Regions from separate parts of the Sus scrofa genome. Here all the other regions are linked to region 1. Evidence: chromatin contacts called from public Hi-C data. All regions are on one chromosome and are shown on one strand. Each heading gives the region's core, a stretch centred on a gene start, on an enhancer-like site or on the middle of the called end of the contact. The rest is flanking DNA. Distances are from core to core; before and after follow the strand shown. Region 1 has its middle 28 kb from the start of LRRC30. Region 2 overlaps PTPRM (receptor-type tyrosine-protein phosphatase mu). Region 3 overlaps PTPRM (receptor-type tyrosine-protein phosphatase mu). Region 4 overlaps PTPRM (receptor-type tyrosine-protein phosphatase mu).

Region 1 (2,571 bases), core at 43-2,542:
CTACATTTAGTGATAGTTTATGTCACCTTGGAGCAATAAGGGAGGTGGAGAAAATGAAGTTCTGAGAAGGGTTGGTGACTCAACCTGGCCCCCGACTGCACATCACTGCTGTGCTCCCACCCGCCAGTGGGGGCGCTAGAGGAAACTAGCGACCAGGAGGAGGAAGCGGAACGCTATCCCGGCTTGCCCCCTCTAAGCATCTCCCGGCTATGCTTCCTCATCCACAGTGGCACATCCTCTCCACAACAGCTGCCAAATCCAGTTTGTGGTTTTTCTGACCCTCACAGAGTCACTCTCATCACATAGGCTCAGAGACCTCCACTGATCCCCACCCACTGAACTAAACCTTAGAGCTGAGACCCTGGACTGCCCTAAGCTTCCAGGACAGACGCCCAAGCCACAGGAGGGGTAGGCAACTGCTCCTCTACCACCACCCCAGAAGGATACCTTGCTGTTCTTTTGTCTCTGGTTACCTAGTTAACAGTTTATGCATAGTTGACAATTCCTTAGATTAAATTCTCTCTCTTAAAATAACTGATGTGGTTTTCATCTCCTGGCTGGACCCTGACTGATGCAGGAGCAACTAGCGCTTTGGGATACAGGACGCCTTGTATTTGCTAAATGAGTGATTGCAGGAATGAATGTGGGCACCAAAGCTGGGTAGCTAACCAAAGGCTGTCACTGCCAGTGGGGGTGAACATAGTTGCCTCCTGGGAGGCAGCTGGGTGGCCCTGGAAATTGTTCCCAGAAACCCCCTTGCTTGCCACAGAATCCCACCCAGCTTTCCCGGGAGGCCCTTTACGTGCTCCAGACTCTGGGCTTCCTGGACGCTGGGTAGCAGCAGACTCCCGTCCAGGGCAAAGGGAGTGTCTGTACGAAGCCACTTGGAACAATGAGGAATGACATCCAGTTCTGAGTGTATATACAGCACTTCCGTCGTCTGCCAGATGGGCACTTACCACTAACTCCCAACTCTGGCAAATCTCAAACCTCATATCCAGCTCGAGGAAAGAACAGAGCCAGGGGAGAAGCTGGGTTGACTATTACCCAATTGAAGTAACACAGTAGGAAGCAGATGAACCTGATTAAAGAAAATGGAGTACATTTCTGGCTTGGCAGAGGGAAAAAAAAAAGTGCATAAAATTTTAAATGCACCTGAAATTTTCCACACTTGGAAGCTGGAATCCTAAGACGAGAGCGCCACCTGCTGTCCATAGTTAGACCTACAAGTCGTGGCTATTTCAGAGCGCATGCCCAGAGACAAAACATTCCATGTTAACTCTTGTTGGAAGCCACGCAATCGTGATGACTAAGTCATTTAGTTCCCATAAGACGTTTGGCCTAGCTCAGAGCAGGTGTACTTAACACAGGTCCAGAATGACTGCAAAGGAAGTATGTTCTCCAGCGTCTGGGTCTTTGAAGTGATGTCCAACTCGAGATTGGAAGCATGCCAAGCCTTTGGGCAAAACTCTTGACCTATGAAACTGAAAACAAGTAGTTAATGCATGGAAACACATAGTTATGGCTGTGGATTAGAGAGAATAAGAAGATTACAGGAGTCCACCCTCCGTGAACCATAGGATGTTAGAAACAGGAGTGTTCTTTGGATTTTTTTTTTTTTTTTTTTTTTTTTTTGCAAGAGTCATTGCAAGCCTTAAGAGTAGGTGAAGTGATTGACAGCTAATAGATACCATTTTAGGATCCTGGAGAGGATGGTGCCTATAGAAGAGCTTTGAAACTCTAGAGTGGTGTTGATGATGATAATGATAAATATTACTTGTTAACCCACTCCCTGGATGGTGGGGGCAGGGAAGAGCACCTTTCCTGATCAGTTTCTGAAAACCCTAAATAAGAGGTAGAGCTCCTTTAGAAAAAAATTCAAGGTGAGGGTTAAAATGCAAATATCACAGAAAATAAGAAAACACAGACTCACATGTGTTAATCCAGACAGCAAAAATTTTAAATTAAAATTGTTCTTTACTGAAAAAAGTTTGGAGAGGTACATGCATGTGTGTGCTTGTGCATGTACGTGTGGGGTGGGGGGAGGTGTATGGGTGGGGAGAGGTCTAGCACGGGCAAAATAGACATTAAAAAAAAGGGGGTTGAAGTTCCTCTTATGGCGCATCGGAAACGAATCCAACTAGGAACCCTGAGGTCGCGGGTTCGATCCCTGGCCTTGCTCAGTGGGTTGAGGATCCAGTGTTGCCGTGAGCTGTGGTGTAGGTTGAAGATGTGGCTTGGATCTAGCGTTGCTGTCGCTGTGGTGTAGGCGGGCAACAACAGCTCCAATTCAACCCCTGGCCTGGGAACCTCCATATGCTGCGGGAATGGCCCCTATAAAGACAAAAAAAAAAAAAAAAGAAAAGAAAAAAAAAGGGATTGACAATGGCTCTCACATCAGGTGGGCAGAAGGAAACACAAAAAGTACTCATGATCAGGACAGGTGACCTCAGACTTGCATGGTCAGAAGTGGGGCACAAACCTCTTCCTTCTTCTGCCAGCTCAGCCCCTCCACCTTGCAGCCTGGGACAGTGACCAGGGGCCGTGAGAACGACAACCTTGCTCACAAAG
Region 2 (2,571 bases), core at 20-2,519, 480 kb before region 1:
AAATGGAAACCAGATGACAGAAAAACCTATTAAGCGTAAATATTTTTAAAAGCAAATTTTTCTTTTCAATTAAGAGAATTAATTGACATGAACGGAAGACAGTCACTCACCCACCAGGGTGAATAAGACAAAGAAACAGACTGTGGAATTCTATTTTCCAGATCAGTTTCCTCCCAGACCGTGAAGGTCACAATTTCTCCTAATGACATATGTAAGGTTTTTTTTCAATAAACATTAAAGGCCTATAGAATGTTTCCAAAGGAGTAAGATGCCTGGCTTCTCCCTGCCTAATGCTGCAACCCTAAAACTGTTTCTAGCTGGTGGAAGGCTGATCCTCTTTTAAGATGCTGATTTCAGCAAATAGATGTTTAAGTATCAATACTTCAGGCTCCTACTACCTTCGAATAAAAGCAATAGTCCCTTAACCCAAGCCTTAGTGGATTTTTAAAAAGGTATTATTTATATTTTAATTAATGAATGCATATTTTTTACTCTGCAAAATAGGGGTGGGAAAAGAGTACGTATTTCATAGGGGTGGGATAAAGATTAAACAAAATGATGCCAGGAGAAGGCGTTCTGTGGGGCTGGTACTTAGCCTCAAAAATGGTCATTATTATTTAAAATAACGGATCGATCTATCACTGGAAACTGGAAAAGATCCTAAGAAAAAGAGCTCCACTGCCAGAAAAGTTTCAATCCCATGCTGAGCTGTAAGCTCTGAACCTTGCCAAACGACCTTAATTGTAACACAGGTAGAGCGCCATTAGAGTGGAAAATTTCAATCTATCCCATACTCAAAAAGAAAAATTCTCTCTTTCTCTCTAAATTTATAGGCCCATTTGTCTCCTGGATACCCTTTCAAAATGCTATGCCAGCTTTCTTCTAAAATCTGCAGGAGTTCTAAAAACTAAATATCTTCCATGAATATTAAAAGGGTTTTTTGGTACAACCTCCCTACTTCCTCATTTCTGCCGTTCCTTCTTCCTAAGAAGGCAATTTTTTAAAAGAAGAGAGGTTTTCAGGTATTAATTGATCTCACACCGGCCTTTGATCCCAAAGCCAGGAATCATCCTTGACCAGGATGCAAATCTTTTTGGAGATGTTTCGTATTATTGATTCTTCAAAGCCGGCCCCGAAACACTGACAACAGACTCAGAGAACAGCAATTTGCGAGATCAAAGTGCAAAGTGAATCGGGCCAACGTGGACTGCGCCTTAACCTCTTTGTATTTTCATTTGCATGTAATGTGATGGCAAAAGTCGAGCTGGGCCGGAGGCCTGCCCGCCTAGAACACACAGTCAACGCTCCTCTCTACTTGTGTGACACATTCCCACAAACAAGAGAGCCAAGTTCAGCAGAAATAAATGCCTGGCGCTGCCTACTCTACCAATCTATTTTGCAAACATGTTTTGTTTAACTTTTAAAATGGACACTGCTAAATGACCCCATCTAGGAAACCAATCAATTTCGCTACTTAGGGTTACAATCTGCAGCTCATGCATTCCAGGGATCCAATCGGGTTGCAGAAATAATAATAACAATAATAATCACAACAGCTAACATTTATTGAGCTCTTAGAATGTGCTCAGCACTTGTCATGTAGATTAACTCATTTAATCCCTACATTTACCCTGTGAGGAAGGTATTATTATTATTATCCACACTATGTGAATGAGGTTAAAGGGCCCCAGAGGCCGAGTCATTCTTGTGAGCAGGAAGCTTTTACCATGTTTCAAGACAAAACTATTTTTGTTTTGCTTGCAAGGTAAGAAGGGCCCTTAATGGAGTAATTTGTCAAGGGGTAAAATAGATTCAACATTCTTATCATAGAAAAATAAGCTAGGCACTACACAAAAATAACTTTTATTCATCACTCGTATCTTGAAGAAGAGCGATATTCCATTGGGGGAAAATCCAGGCTAAGTTCCCTCATGTTGAAAATGAACACGTTCTGAGTTCAGTTCTGAGTTCTGTGTATCTCTCAACCAAAGCACAAGGGGTCTGCCTTTATTCCACAAACATAATTCTTTTTATTATCACAGTCATCCTAGTGGGTTTGAAGTGGTATTTCTTGGTGGTTTGGTTTTCCTGATGGCTCATGATATTGAGCATCTTTTCCTGAGCTTTTTTAAAAATTAAAGCATAGTTGATTTACAGTGTTTCTTCAAGCTCTGTTGTATAGCAGGAGTTCCCATCATGGCTCGGCGTAAACAAATCTGACTAGGACCCATGAGAATGCAGGTTCGATCCCTGGTCTTGCTCAGTGGGTTAAGGATCTGGCTTTGCTGTGAGCTGAGGTGTAGGTCGCAGACACGGCTCAGATCTGACGTTGCTGTTGCTGTGGCCGTGGCGCAGGCCAGTAGCTATGGCTCAGATTTGACCCCTAGCCTGGGAACTTCCATATGCCTCGGGGAGGCCCTAAGAAAGACAAAAAACAAAACAAAACAAAAAACAGTTCCAACGTTTCATTTGTCACTGTTATTCTTATTTTAATCACTGTTTAATGTCTTCATAAAAGTATAAATTTGAAAGTAGGCAAGCAATGTTTGAGTATGCAAATAAATCTGAGTG
Region 3 (2,571 bases), core at 51-2,550, 360 kb before region 1:
GGGCCTCTGGGAGTCTCTCCTCCAGCCTCGCCCCCACCTCAGACCCTGGCCTCAGGACAGGGCATTCCTCCCACCAGCCTGGCCCACCTGCTCTGACCTCACACCTCAGGCTCTCCAACCCTCTCAGGTGCCACCTCCTCCTGGAGGTCTTCCACTTGCCCTCACTCCCAACTTCTGCCTGGGGAGCAGCCTGCCCCCACCCCCAGGCACTGGCCCCCCCACCTCTAGTCTCCTGGAAGCCTGGACGCCCATCATCACTACAGCCCAGTGCCCAGAGTGCACACAGAACATCAGACAGCCGGGGCCACGGAGGGAAGTCTTCCATTTCCTTGGGGCCCCATGGCACAAAGACTAATCCAGGCTTAACTAGTTCTTCTTTAAATGTGCTCATCTCTTGCATTTCTTGGAGTACAGAAAGGCTCCAAGGCACTGAATGGGGAGCCTGCCCCTGTGATGGTCTGGCCTGATGCAGACTGGAGCCTGGGGGAGGGGTGTTACTGAGCCCTGGGACCACACGAATGGCCAAGGCCTTCCCTACACCTGCATCTGTGTGAAGATGGCTTCACGCCACCGTTAGCCTTCTGGGGGCCCAGCTGCTAACACATCAGTGGCCCACCTAAAACTTGTCCCTGACCCAAAGGCCCTGCCCTCCATCAAGAGAGCTGTGGGGAGCTCCTGCCGTGGCTCAGCAGGTTATGAACCTGCCTAGTATCCATGAGGATGCGGGTTCAATCCCTGGCCTTGCTCAGTGGGTTAAGGATCTGGTGTTGCTGTGAGCTGTGGGGTAGGTCACAGACAAGACATGGCTATGATCCCACATTGCTGTGGCTGTGGTGTAGGCCAGCAGCTATAGCTCCAATTTGACCCCTAGTCTGGGAACCTCCACATGCTGTGGGTGTGGCCTTAAAAAGCAAAAAATTAAAATAAAAAATTAATTCAAAAAAGAGAGAGAGGCTGTGGTCTGCTGGACCCAAATGACAAGTCTTCCCCTGGCCTCAGGCCCTCTGGTCATCAGCCCACCCTCGCCCATGGTCCCTTTGTAGCCCATTGTAGCTCAAAAGACTGCAAAACTCTCCCCAAGTGTCACATCAAAATCCACTGTCCCCTCGCCTCCTGACTTTCCTCACTGCAACAATGTGGCCGGGCGCAGCTCCAGGCCGCCTGCACGCAGAACACGCAACACATGGGAGCGGGCCAGCCCCTGGCTTGGAATTTCTCGGCCTGGCGATCACAATGGCCCTGTGGCCCCATGGCCCTGGACTCTGACCCTCACACATCTCACCCCCTGGCTCTGCTCGAAGATTTACAGCATCTGTCATGACTGGCCTGCCTGTTTACTCCATTACTTGGCTTCTCAGAACGCTGAGGATATCTTGTACTATTTCACAGGAAATTAAGCAAGAAACAAACCTATTTTAAAAACACATATTTATAAATACGGGCTCGCTGGTATACTTTTTAGCAAATATTTAAAAAATAGCTAGCTACTGTTCTTCCTTTTTGCCACAGTTTCCAATCAGCCAAGACAGGAATGTAGGACCAATCTAGAGGAGAATATCTACATTCAATGTCATAAACTACTGAAACACATGGTCATGCACAATACACTGGCCCCCTCGAAACACTTAACTATTAAAAAGCAAGATGCTTTGTAAAAAGGGAATGACTCCCCTGACCCTGCGCATTTGTGCATATCAAAATTGGGTCTTTGGAGTTCCTGTCGTGGCTCAGTGGTTAACGAATCCGACTAGGAACCATGAGGTTTCAGGTTCGATTCCCTGGCCTTGCTCAGTAGGTTAAGGATCTGGCATTGCCATGAGCTGTGGTGTAGGTCACAGACGCAGCTCGGATCCTGCATTGCTGTGGCTGTGGTGTAGGCCAGTGCCTAAAGCTCCGATTCGACCCTTAGCCTGGGAACCTCCATATGCCTCGGGAGCGGCCCTAGAAATGGCAAAAAGACAAAAAGACAAAAACAAAACCAAAAAACAAAAAACTGGGTCTTTAATGGAGAACAGACTTGTGGTTGCCAAGGGGGAGGGGAAGGGGGAGGGAGTGGGAGGGGCTGGGAATTTTGGGTTCATAGATGCAAACTCTTGCCTTTGGAATGGACAAGCAATGAGATCCTGCTATACAGCACTGGTCACTAATGATGGAGCATGATAATGTGAGAAAAAAAATGTATACATGTATGTGTGACTGGGTCACCTTGCTGTACAGGAGAAAATGCACAGAACACTGCAAACCAGCCATAATGGGAAAAATAAAAATCATTATTAAAAAAAAAAATGGGTCTTTGAAAACATTATGCCAAGTGAAATCAACCAGATGCAAGGCACCGATACGGAATGACACCACCTACATGAGGTACCCAGAGTGGATCCTCAAATTCAGAGATAGGAAGTAGGGTGGTGGCGGCCTGGGGCTGGGGGAGGAGGAGTGGGGAATTCGTGTTCCATGGGTGCAGAGTACCGGTTTGGGAAGATAAAAAGATTCTGGAGACGATGGAGGAGATGGTTGCACAGCAATGTGAACGTACTTAATGCCACAGAACCATACTCTTAAAAAGGGTAA
Region 4 (2,571 bases), core at 19-2,518, 300 kb before region 1:
GTCAGTCACTACTTGTTAAGGGCCAGGTTTTCCGTAGGCTTGGTCTGATTTAAATCAGGTTTTACTGGGTCAATGTTGCTTTCACTTTTTTAATCTTAAAAAAAAACAAGAAGTGGGAAAAATAGTTAAAGCCACACTTTTCCAATAATAAGAAACCATCACAATTATCTTTATATCTGCAATTCCTAAAATGATGGTTCATTAAAACAAAACATATACATAAGATGCTTTATAAATATCACACTAGTCTCTGCAAGAATGATGGGACGAAAAAACAGAAAAGTGTTATTACTACTTTCCACCCAACAGACACATGTGAGGGACAGCTTTGGGGAAAGGTGCAATTATGATCTAGGAGTTCATGCCAAACATTAAAAAGAGAGGAAATCACTAGAGACCACTGAAGGTACATTAGTTTCATGAAATAACCCAAAAATCAGCAACAAATATTTTTATTGATTTTATTGAAAATAAAGAGGTGTCATGTGCTAGGAGGACATCCCAGTTTTAATCGCTAGAAGGCAGATATAAGGAAACTTTAATTTACTGCATTTAGACAATTCAAAATTTCTGTACATTTTTTAGAATATGCATTAAATAGCCTCAGAATAGCTTTGTGAAATATCAGGATCCAACCACACCATCCTTTTATTTCCCCCGCCTAGGATGCGAGCCCTCGTTCTCAACAATCTGGGCATATTTACTTATTCACTCTATCCAGCGATACACAAACATAACCGGCTGCCTGTATCAGTACCGCAAAGGCGAGCTCAAGATTGCTTTGCCATTGTGTGTGTGTGTGTGTGTGTGTGTGTGTGTGTGTGTGTGTGTGTGTGTGTGTGTTTCCCTAGAGAATGTACAGTGTACTGAGCCCCAGATTCACCTTTTAAAAAATTGTGTGGTTACATCATCATCCAATTCATTTGTTTGATTTCAATTTTCTCGTTGGCTTTTCTCATCCTTTGCCATTTCACTTTAAATTTGAATATGTCAAAGACGACACTCTCCAAACGTCAAAACTGTATAAACATCAAGCTTCTGGGCTCTGTCTGTCCTGAGAAGCAGTGACGTCATCGGGATGGTTTTGAACCTCGCAGGTCTTGCATTAATGATGTGTAGGTGGGTCTGAGATGGAGGTGGGTGCAGGGTTAATCACATCCCACTTTGGAGTCTAGGAGATTTCTCGACCAGCTGCTGGGACCGGCACTGTTCCCAGCCCTGTGTGTGCTGCCAGGCAATCCTTCTGGATGGTTCCTTGCTCAGACTGGCCAAGTTCCCTCCCGTGCGTGGGCTGAGATGCTGCATACTGGAGGGCTCCCTGTGCAGCCCTGGGGTCCTCTCCTGGGGGGTCCCTCCTATCCCCTGGTCTCTGCTTTCAACTCTGGCTGCCTTGGTCTCCCCAGTCTGTCTCCTCAGTCGGGCTCCTCTGGGCTCCGCACAGGCTTCCCACCCCTGAAGCAAGGTCTGGAATTCTCCCTGCAAGTCAGCAGAGGCCACCAAAGGGCAGCCTCCTTTGTCTGCCCTCTCGGGGCTCACTGTCCCTGTCTTGAAAACCTGTTTCCTTTTTTCTCTTGTATTTTGGTCTTATTTTCATTGCATTTTGTGTTTTTGTGGGGTTTTTTTTGGGGGGTTGATTCAAGTAGAAGGGGAAATCCAGTCCCTATTAGTTCATCTTTGCCAGAAGCAGACGATGTACTAAGAGAAATCTCACCCCACCCTGATCCTTCCCACCTACGTCCCAAGGAATCATATTTAATAGTTCATGGCTTCTCTTCCCAGGGTTTCCTTATACATTAATAAGCAAATACAGGTGTGTTTACTTATTCCTGTCTTCCCTGCATAAAAGGTCACATGATCCACACATTGTCTTTAGCACCTTTCTTCTTTCACTCCCCAAAATATCCTGGAAACCACTCATTGTAGAGAGAGCTTCAGCTAAGTTATTTCTAAGGGCTGCAGAAAATTCTGTGTCACAGATGAGCCATGGTTACTCAGCCAGGCTGTAGGGCTAGGCACTTAATTTGACCCAACTTTGCTGTTACCATCAAGCCACAGTGAGTGTTTCCTGTTTGGGGAGATGCATTTTCAGGGTAAACTGGGGACTGGATTTGCTGAGTCCAAGGGTCAATGCATGAGGCCTGGTGTCAGTACGGATTCTTCAGAAGTGCATCTTGTGACTCGGAAACCAACTGCAAATACCTCCTTGGGAGATGCAGGGAGCACTGGTGACACAGGATGAGCATGCAACCAAGAAAGGGTGCTCCAAGGAGCTGGCTGCCCTGGAGGAGACTGGTACCTGGTCCCCAAGGGAAAAGCTGGGAAATGAACCCAGAACAGGCCTCCACATGACCCCACCTGGGGACCAGCTTCCAGGCTCCGGAGTCACTGGCTGAGAGCATCTCCAGGAAGAAGCTAACTCCCAGGGACCCTGCTGTGGGCTGAGGAACATCCCATGATCTGGGGGACACCCCAGAGCTCAGGGTGGGGCATCTTACACCACCCCAGCCAGGTAGGTGAGGGCCGCTTTCGCCTCAGCTTTGCCAACAGAATCTGTCAGGATTTTGAATTTTT

What was found. A called contact is a pair of places that touch in the nucleus more often than the background predicts.
Region 2: a Hi-C map of liver shows a contact between it and region 1, with 2.8 times the contacts expected there. The contact joins two enhancer-like sites.
Region 3: a Hi-C map of embryonic fibroblasts shows a contact between it and region 1, with 4 times the contacts expected there. The contact joins two enhancer-like sites. A contact is called at or near these places in 5 of 47 Hi-C or Micro-C datasets (embryonic fibroblasts, epiblast stem cells, heart right ventricle and 1 more).
Region 4: a Hi-C map of heart right ventricle shows a contact between it and region 1, with 2.5 times the contacts expected there. The contact joins two enhancer-like sites. A contact is called at or near these places in 1 of 47 Hi-C or Micro-C datasets (heart right ventricle) and 1 of 2 datasets of contacts at active chromatin or transcription factors (skeletal muscle).

The regions. Positions count from the first base shown.
Region 1 is chr6:100,262,604-100,265,174 of Sscrofa11.1, forward strand. No RefSeq gene overlaps it. Among named protein-coding and RNA genes, the nearest start is that of LRRC30, 28 kb to the right of the region's middle. Within about 2 kb of position 1,293, at least 22 of the 83 cell types and tissues checked have an H3K27ac peak or open chromatin away from gene starts, as enhancers often do. A contact at or near this core is called in liver, where this site is marked.
Region 2 is chr6:99,779,517-99,782,087 of Sscrofa11.1, forward strand. All of the region lies in intron 4 of PTPRM (receptor-type tyrosine-protein phosphatase mu), which reads right to left. Among named protein-coding and RNA genes, the nearest start is that of PTPRM, 310 kb to the right of the region's middle. Within about 2 kb of position 1,270, at least 3 of the 83 cell types and tissues checked have an H3K27ac peak or open chromatin away from gene starts, as enhancers often do. A contact at or near this core is called in liver, where this site is marked.
Region 3 is chr6:99,898,746-99,901,316 of Sscrofa11.1, forward strand. All of the region lies in intron 2 of PTPRM (receptor-type tyrosine-protein phosphatase mu), which reads right to left. Among named protein-coding and RNA genes, the nearest start is that of PTPRM, 190 kb to the right of the region's middle. Within about 2 kb of position 1,301, at least 15 of the 83 cell types and tissues checked have an H3K27ac peak or open chromatin away from gene starts, as enhancers often do.
Region 4 is chr6:99,960,448-99,963,018 of Sscrofa11.1, forward strand. All of the region lies in intron 1 of PTPRM (receptor-type tyrosine-protein phosphatase mu), which reads right to left. Among named protein-coding and RNA genes, the nearest start is that of PTPRM, 130 kb to the right of the region's middle. Within about 2 kb of position 1,269, at least 6 of the 83 cell types and tissues checked have an H3K27ac peak or open chromatin away from gene starts, as enhancers often do.